2 separate regions of the Sus scrofa genome follow, and region 2 is linked to region 1. A link is a contact called in public Hi-C data. All regions are on one chromosome and are shown on one strand. Each heading gives the region's core, a stretch centred on a gene start, on an enhancer-like site or on the middle of the called end of the contact. The rest is flanking DNA. Distances are from core to core; before and after follow the strand shown.

Region 1 (4,126 bases), core at 758-3,257:
GAAGAGGCAGAGAGGGGCTGTTTCCATGGCCGCCTCCACCGCATGGGGCCTCACCCTCCTTTTCTTGTCTTCCTTTAAAAAAAGCACAATATAAACAGCCTTGTTGTTTTCCCTGATTATATAAGCAATGCATGCAACCTGTAGAAACACAAAAAAGCCACATGACTTTGCGGATGAAAGGATGCAAGGCTCCAGTTTTGTTACCACTTTGGTGGCTGCCCCAGAAGGCGGTGCCCGTGGGCCTCTGTGGGTCTGGTTCTTGTTCACTGCTATGTCCCTGGCCCTGGAGCAGGTGCCTGGCATGAATGGGGTGGCATGGATAACTACAGGGCTCCCTCTCACTCCCAGGATGGCCTCCTTGGCCTCGTGCAACAAGAAGGAGTGTAGTTTGAACTCAAGGAACACCCTGAGCCCAGAGCCTCTATGGGGCCCCCAGTGGGAAACGGGGAATGTTCATGAGCATCTAGCTGTTTAATTCAAAATACAGGCCGCAGGAGTTCCCCTTGTGGTGCAGCAGAAATGAATCCGACTAGTATCCATGAGGATGCAGGTTTGATCCCTGGCCGTGAGCAGTGGGTTACGGATTTGGCGTTGCCATGAGCTGTGGTGTAGGTTGCAGATGTGGCTTGGATCTGGCGTTGCTGTGGCTGTGGTGTAGGCTGGCGGCTACAGCTCTGATTCGACCCCTAGCCTGGGAACTTCTATATACTGTGGGTGCAGCCCTAAAAAAAAAAAAAAAGGCAAAATACAGGCCACAGTTGTGCTGTAGCCAGTACCCCTCCCCCAATGGTCAGCCCTGGCATCTTTTGGGCCCTCATGGCCATTGTTGACTGTGGCCCTCAGATGGAACCATTTCAGAGACGTTTTGGTGAGCAGGTGGTCTGCCTATTTTCCCCAAGAGTCTCCTTGGCCCCCTACAGTCTTGTTTCCTCCCACCTCCCAGAACCAGATCTACGTGCCAAGTACTGAGCAGGACCCCCTTGGAGGCCGCACCTCCAAAGGAGTCATGGGGGGCCTGGGATTTTTGAGTGATCGGCACTGGAACATAGTCTCTTCCAAAGGGACCCCTGAGACAGGCAGTTTAGATAAAACAGCTTTCCTAGGAATGAATGAATGGATGGATGGATGGAAGGCAGCCCCCCAATAACCCTTATCATGACAATTGCATTTCCTACTGAACTCTACATTTTTTGAGGACTGGCACTTGCTCCTGGAGAGTCTTACCCTTACTCCACCTGCAGTGCCCTGTGAATGAATGAATGAGTAAACTACATAGCATTCCTACTTGGCAATGTAGGTCTGTTTTAGCATATGAATTTTTTTTAATTTATTTTAAATTTATTGCAGGATCACTGATTTACTATGTTGTATTAATGACTACTGTATAGCAAAGTGATTCACTTATGCATATATAAAATATATGTAAATATATTTATATATTTATAAATATATTAAAATGAGCCTATTTTTGTTTTGTAAATAATTTCATTGAACACATGAATTCTTTGGTATTCTTAACCCTTAGCCTCCCACTGGGCCCATGGTAGGCACTTAGCAGACATTTGTTGAATGAATGAATGATACATATATACATATATAAAAATATTTTTGACTTGCCATTGAAGAAGTGGGGGTAGGAGTTCCCATTGTGGCACAGTGGAAACGAATTTGATTAGTGTCCATGAGGATGTGGGTTTGATCCCTGGCTTCGCTCAGTGGGTCAGGAATCCAGTGTTGCTGTGAGCTATGGAGTAAGTCACAGACGATACTCAGATCCTATGTCAGTGAGGCTGTGGTGTAGGCCAGCAGCTGCAGTTCTAATTGGACCCCTAGCCTGGGAACTTCCATATGCTGCGAGTGTGGCCCTAAAATGCAAGCAAGGAAGCAAGCAAGCAAGAAGTGGGGCAAGGGATTTCCCTGGTGACTCAGTGGGTTAAGGACCTGGTAGTGTTATTGCTGTGGTGCTGGATCGGTCCCTAGCCTGAGAACTTCCTCATGCTGTGGTGCAGCCAAAAAAAATTGTTTTACAGAAGTAAGGGCAAGTCCAACAAGGCCTGGTGAAGAGCAGAGCCCTGTGGTGACAAGCTCAGTTCATTGGGCAGGTGGAGTCTCGGTCGGTGCCCAGCGCTGTGCCCGGGCCGCTGCTGCACCTCGCCACCCACATTGGCCAGTTTCTCCTGAGTGCATTTATCACAGAGCAAATAAGTGTAGTTATTTTGAACCACGAGTCTGACGTAAAGAACCTAATCGCAATTGCTTCAGAAAATTATGTTCCCTTCTGAGCCCTCAAAATTGTCCTGGATGCTGATCTTCTGTCAGGAATGGGGCTCTGTGGCGAGGGACTGAAATGTTCTAGAAAGAGCTGCCAGGAAATCACAGCTTCGTCCGTAGGTCTCCGGCCGATGCAGGAACTGAAATGCAAGCTCATTTCTCAAGGGAGAGCCACGCCGCAGTAATGGACATTCTCATGCCCTCTCTCCTAGTCTGAAGATCTCTGTCCTCGCGCTCTCAGTGACTGGGCTGATCTTAGTTTACCCCTTTGTTCTTTTAGAAAACATAAAGAAGGAAAGGGGAGAAAATAAAGCCACAGGTAGCTCACCAATTCAAGAAGGAAATAGCTTCACCAAGCTGCAGTTACTTTACGATGCAGTGGGGGACCTTTGTGTTTATGAAACAGAGCTGTTTTGGAAATTACATAATTCTAATCAGAGTACAGATTTCCTAACTGCACTCGCACAGAGACACTTTTCAACTGTTATGGTTTATTGTTCAATCACTCCTCTTCTTTTTTTAATAGCATCAAAATCAGTGGTTCTCCCTTCTGTACAATTTTGGAGGGCAGAAAATTTAGTTAGAACTCAATACACAGACATAATTTAATGTTTTAAGATTTGATGTTTTGAATGGCGGTAGAACCCTATTATAGTGTGATTTGTTATTTGACATACTGAGAAATAACTGAGTTGGATTTAATTCCCTAGGATACAATAATAGCAACCCACCACCCCCACTGGCCGCCCCCGGACTTTTTAAACAGGCAGGGATCCTGGAGCTGTGTCTGGTCCCCTCAATTCACAGCTGAAGCCAGAGGTAATGTGATTTCCCAAAGGTCACCCACCTAGTGACAACTGAGTGGGGCAGAACACAGCTGTTCTGGCCCTTGCTTTCTCTACTCTGCCCCAGTAGGAGCACGATTAATTTTTACGATTGTGGGCTGGTGTTCTGGAAAGAAGCTTTCTCTTATTGAGAGATGGAGGCGTGGGCTGGGTATGGGGGATCAGCAGTGGGCAAACCAGTGATGATTCAGACTCAGGGAGCCAGGTCGACCCCAGACAGCTTGGTTACCTGGATTCTACCTCAGAGGGGGCAAGGAGGGCAAGGGCCCTCTCCGGACCCAGACACTGTGCCCTGGGGACACAACCAAAGAGCCTTCTCGCAAAGTCTAAACTCATGGACTCTGGGGAGTTCCCAGTGTGGTGCAGTGGAAAGGAACCCAACGAGTATCTATGAGGATGCGGGCTCGATCCCTGGCCTCGCTCAGTGGGTTAAGGATCCAGCGTTGCCATGAGCTGTGGCGTGGGTCGCAGATACAGCTGTGATTTGATCCCTAGCCTGGGAACTTCCATAAGCTGCAGGTGCAGTCCTAAAAAAAAAAAAAAAGGAAAAAAAAGAAAAAAAAAAAAAGAAAGAAAGGAAAAAAAAAAGAAAAAAGAAAGGAAATAAACTCACGGACTCTCCTCAACCACATGTGGAGTTCTGTTTTATAATAATCTGCTCACATAGCAGACTTTTCCATCGAACCTGCGAATCCTTGAGGACAAAGGTAGTATCTGGCTCAAATTTTTTTAATTTTTTTTATTTTTTTAGGGCCGCACCTGTGGCATATGGAGGTTCCCAGGTTAGGGGTCGAATTGGAGCTGCAGCTGCTGGTTTACGCCACAAGCCACAGCCACAAACCACGCAGGATCTGAGCTTCGTCTTCATCCTACACTGCATCTCACAGCAACACCGGATCCTTAATTGACTGAGCAAGGCCAGGGATCGGACCGCATCCTCATGGATACTAATCAGATTCTTTTTTTTTTTTTTTTTTTTTTTTTTGTCTTTTGTCTTTTTTGTTGTTGTT
Region 2 (4,126 bases), core at 1,187-3,686, 270 kb after region 1:
TATAAGTATCTGATCTTATCTCTCATTATAAGTAATGGCTTCATGCATTTGTCTCTTGGGAGCCTCCTCGTGTCCCAGCCACTGAGCCACAGTGACCCACCTTCTTTAGGGCCAGGCTGCCTTGTGATCCCCCTTCCCCACGACTCAGAACCTCTCTGTGCTGCCAGCTAGCTGTTTTTGTTGGCTTCCATTTGTGTCTATGAGCAGATGCTCGATGGGGAGGGAGTGGGGTAGCCTCCCAGAGGCAGGCCCAGGAGCAGTCTTCCTAGAGGCTGTCTCGGATGTTGGAGTCACATGGGGGCTCAGAACTGGGTAATGACAAACCGGTGACAGATTTAGTCTCAGATCTCAAAACCATGCCTGGTGCAGGCAGCCGAGGACTACTACCCAGAGGCTTAGGAATCAGTATGAGATTCAAGCAAGGATGTGCTGAAAACTGGGAGCCTGGAGTAGCTGGCAATGGGAAATCAGGCATTGTGTGTGTGTGGGGGGTGTGTTCCTTCTTATGTGTCCTAAAGATGTGGTACATTGTGCTGCTATGTCCTAAAGACACCATTTTGTTTGTTTGTTTGCTTTTTAGGGCCACACCTGAGGCATATGGAAGTTTCCAGGCTAGGGGTTAAATCGGAGATGCAGCTGCTGGCCTACACCACAGCCACAGCAATGCCGGATCGGAGCCACATCTGGATCCTACACCAAAGCTCCCTGCGAAGTCAGATCCTTAAGCTACTGATTGAGGCCAGGGCTTGAACCCTAATCTTCATGGATACTAATGGGGTTTGTTACCACTGAGCCACAAAGGGAACTCCTAAAGACACCACTTCTGTCAGACTAAGAGGTGCCAGAGTCCCCCTCCCAATCACTTGTTGCTCAACAAGCTCTCCAAAGTGGATTTTTGTTCAGCAGTCCTAATCCGGTTCTCCCAGACATGGGTAGGGTGGTGACTGATTCTCAAACTTGTTGATGCCAACTTTTACCAAGTACCATCAGAGCAGAAGGCATCAGGGACAAACCTAAAAATTAGCTATAGTCTGGCTGCTGGGCTGTGCTTACAGAATAGTCACAGCTGTTTAGAGCTGCAGCGTGTGTGTGTGTGTGTGTGTGTTTGGAGTTGGTGTTGAAAGATGCTCCTATATTAGGGAGGAAAAGGCATAGCCAGATGGTCACTGGGGGCTTCTATCCCAAGAGGGAAAGTTTCTTGCAAGAGCTATGAAATAAATGAAAGCAATTTATTCAGGCTGCCTGGCCCAGGGGGGTCATAGATCAACAGCAGTAAGTGGTGGTGGGGGCAGGTCATGCATAGCAGGGGTTAGAACTGAGGTGGGGGCTGCCCAAGGGGCTTGGGGTTCTCCAAGAGAACTTGGTCTCCAGCTAAGATATTAAAATGGAACATGGAATTTATTAGTTTTATTAATTAAGATATTAGCGTGGAATTCCTGCACCGACGGTTCCCACTTGGGATATAACACTTCCCTAGAACCCTCAGATCAAGTGTTTGCCGTCAGAGGACCTTGTCCTGTGGAAAGGTTCTCAAAGTGTGGTTTGAGGATCCTCTGCCTGAGAATCAAATAAGGTGTTTGCCAAAAAAGTAGGTTCTTGGGCCACACCCTGCACCTACTGAGCTGGAACGTCTGAGGGTGGGGCCTGGGTGTCTGCTCTTTTAACTGGTGACTTTATTTTTTTTTGCCTTTTTTTTTTCTTTTTAGGGCCGCACCCTTGCCGTATGGAAGTTCGCAGGCTAGGGGTCAAATCTGAGCTACAGCCTACACCACAGCCAGAGCCACAGCAATGGCATCTGTGACCTACACCACAGCTCACGGCAATGCCGGATCACTGACCCACTGAGCCAGGCCAGGGATGGAACCCGCATCCTCATGGATACTAGTCAGATTCGTTTCTGCGGGGCCACGATAGGAACTCCTCAACTGGTGACTCTTAAAGTTTACAATGTCCACCTGCTGCCAGGAAGTCACAAAGTCCAGGGAGGAAGCAGAGGGGATGGCTTCCTGGGGCTCCCCGCAGTTTTCAATTTTTTAGGAAGTACCCTAGAGGAAGGGTAAAGTAGATAAATGCATTTTTCTTTTAAAATTTCACTTTAGTTTTGAGAACTTAACATATGAGGAGACCGAGGCATTCTTTCTCCCCCTCACCTCCCTGCCCCTGTCCCCCAAAGCCCTTGAGCGCTCTGTGAAACGTGACCTGCCTTACCCAGCCCTCACAGCCGGCTTTCTGGCAGGAACTTGACTGGGGAGTGGGGGTGTGGGGTGGGGGGTGGTCTCGGCCAAGGTCTTGGAAAGAATATGCTGTTTCTTGGGCAGTGGGGTCTCCAGGCCTGAATGCCCAAGGCCAACATAGAGCGCTTAAAAATAGAGGCCGGTGGCCCAGCCCAAGGGAAAAGAATGGAGGCCTCCCTGGATCACCAAAGAATGATCCGAACAAAGGAGGCTGACGCCCTCCAGTGGAGAGAAGCTGCTTCCCAGCCCCGCTTAAGGGCCAGACCCACAGGGCTGAAGGCTGAGCCTCAAGGGGGGGACACAGCCATGGAAACACCACCTCCCTAAGATCCCTGCTTCCGGATAGAGGAAGAATCGCGCTGCCTGCATTTGCTAACATCCCTGTGATTGCAGGATGCCTTGCTGTAATGTGTACTGTTTGAATAACAAGTACCTTCCATCATCATCAGAATTGAGACTATTTTCATTTTTTCTCATTGAGATTGAGGCTACTACTACTGGAGTTCCCATCGTGGCTCAATAGTTAACGAATCCAACTAGCAGCCATGAGGTTGCGGGTTCGATCCCTGGCCTTGCTTGGTGGGTTAAGGATCTGGCGTTGCCGCGAGCTGTGGTGTAGGTTGCAGACACGGCTCGGATCCCACATTACTGTGGCTCTGGCTTACGCCGGTGGCTACAGCTCCGATTAGACCCCTAGCCTGGAAACCTCCATATGCTGCGAGAGTGGCCCTAGAAAAGGCTAAAATACAAATAAATAAAGAAAAGAAAAGGCTACTACTACTGGGCGTTCCGGTTGTGGCTCAATGGGTTAAGAACCCAACTCTTATCCATGAGGATTTGGGTTCGATCCCCGGCCTCACTCGGTGGGTTAAGGACCAGGTGTGCCTGGTGGCATAGGCCAGCAGTTCAGCTCTGATTCGACCCCTAGCCTGGGACCTTCCATGTACTGCAGATGTGACCATAAAAAGACAAAACAAACTTTTTTTTTTTAGAGACAACAGGCTTTAAATAAAAGATTGAAAAGTAAAAGTACACAACACCTCACACCCATTACTATAAAAGAAAGACAGGCCAAAAGAGAGAGAGAAGATAAAGTGTCTTGGAAAGGATGGAGAGATTGGGACTCTTGAGCAATGGTCACGGGGATGTGAAACGGTGCAGACATTGTGGAAAACAACACGGTAGCTCCTCAAAAGAACTGAACATAGAGGTATCATATGATCCAGCAATTCCACTTCTAGATACACACCCCAAAGAACTGAAAGCTGGGTCTCAAAGAGATATTTCTCCCCCCATGTTCTCAGCAGCATTATTCAGCATCCCCAAGCCGTAAAAGCAACTGAAAGTGTCCTTTGATGAATGCATAGATACAATGTATCCATATGGTGGAATATCATTCATATGGTGGAATATCATTCAGCTTTACAAGGGATTGCATTCTGAATGGAAGTGCCTTCAGGAAGTTCCCGTGCTGCTACAGCATGGATGGACCTGGAAGACAATGGGCTAAGCGACACAAGCCTGGTGCGGCCCTAAAATAAAAGGGAAAAAAAAAAAAAAAGGCATCTAAGCCCTGATTCTTAGAAAGTGAATGCTGCCTCGTATGAGGTATTAGGTTCTTCAGAGAAAGAGAACTAATAGGATGTGGGGGCGTGGGGGGGGTGGGTATAAAATAACATGGAGATTTTTAAGGAAATTAGGCTCATGCAGCTGTGGAGGCTGGCGAATCCAAAATCTGCAGGGTAGGTCGGCAGGCTGGAGACCCAGGAGAGAGTTGCCGTTTGAGTCCAAAGGGCCTTTTGCTGGCAGAATGCCTCTTCTTCCAGGGAGGCCAGTCTGCTCCCATGAAGACTTCAGCTGATTGAATGAGGCCCTGCTCACATAATGGAGGG

What was found. Hi-C and Micro-C count contacts between places; a contact is called where the count stands out from the background.
Region 2: a contact with region 1 is called in a Hi-C map of subcutaneous adipose tissue, with 1.9 times the contacts expected there. The contact joins two enhancer-like sites. A contact is called at or near these places in 1 of 5 promoter capture datasets (liver), 10 of 47 Hi-C or Micro-C datasets (alveolar macrophages, brain, heart right ventricle and 5 more) and 1 of 2 datasets of contacts at active chromatin or transcription factors (skeletal muscle).

What each region holds. Positions count from the first base shown.
Region 1 is chr10:14,247,429-14,251,554 of Sscrofa11.1, forward strand. No RefSeq gene overlaps it. Among named protein-coding and RNA genes, the nearest start is that of PARP1, 8.3 kb to the left of the region's middle. Within about 2 kb of position 2,008, at least 10 of the 83 cell types and tissues checked have an H3K27ac peak or open chromatin away from gene starts, as enhancers often do. A contact at or near this core is called in subcutaneous adipose tissue, where this site is marked.
Region 2 is chr10:14,515,830-14,519,955 of Sscrofa11.1, forward strand. No RefSeq gene overlaps it. Among named protein-coding and RNA genes, the nearest start is that of PSEN2, 27 kb to the right of the region's middle. Within about 2 kb of position 2,437, at least 17 of the 83 cell types and tissues checked have an H3K27ac peak or open chromatin away from gene starts, as enhancers often do. A contact at or near this core is called in subcutaneous adipose tissue, where this site is marked.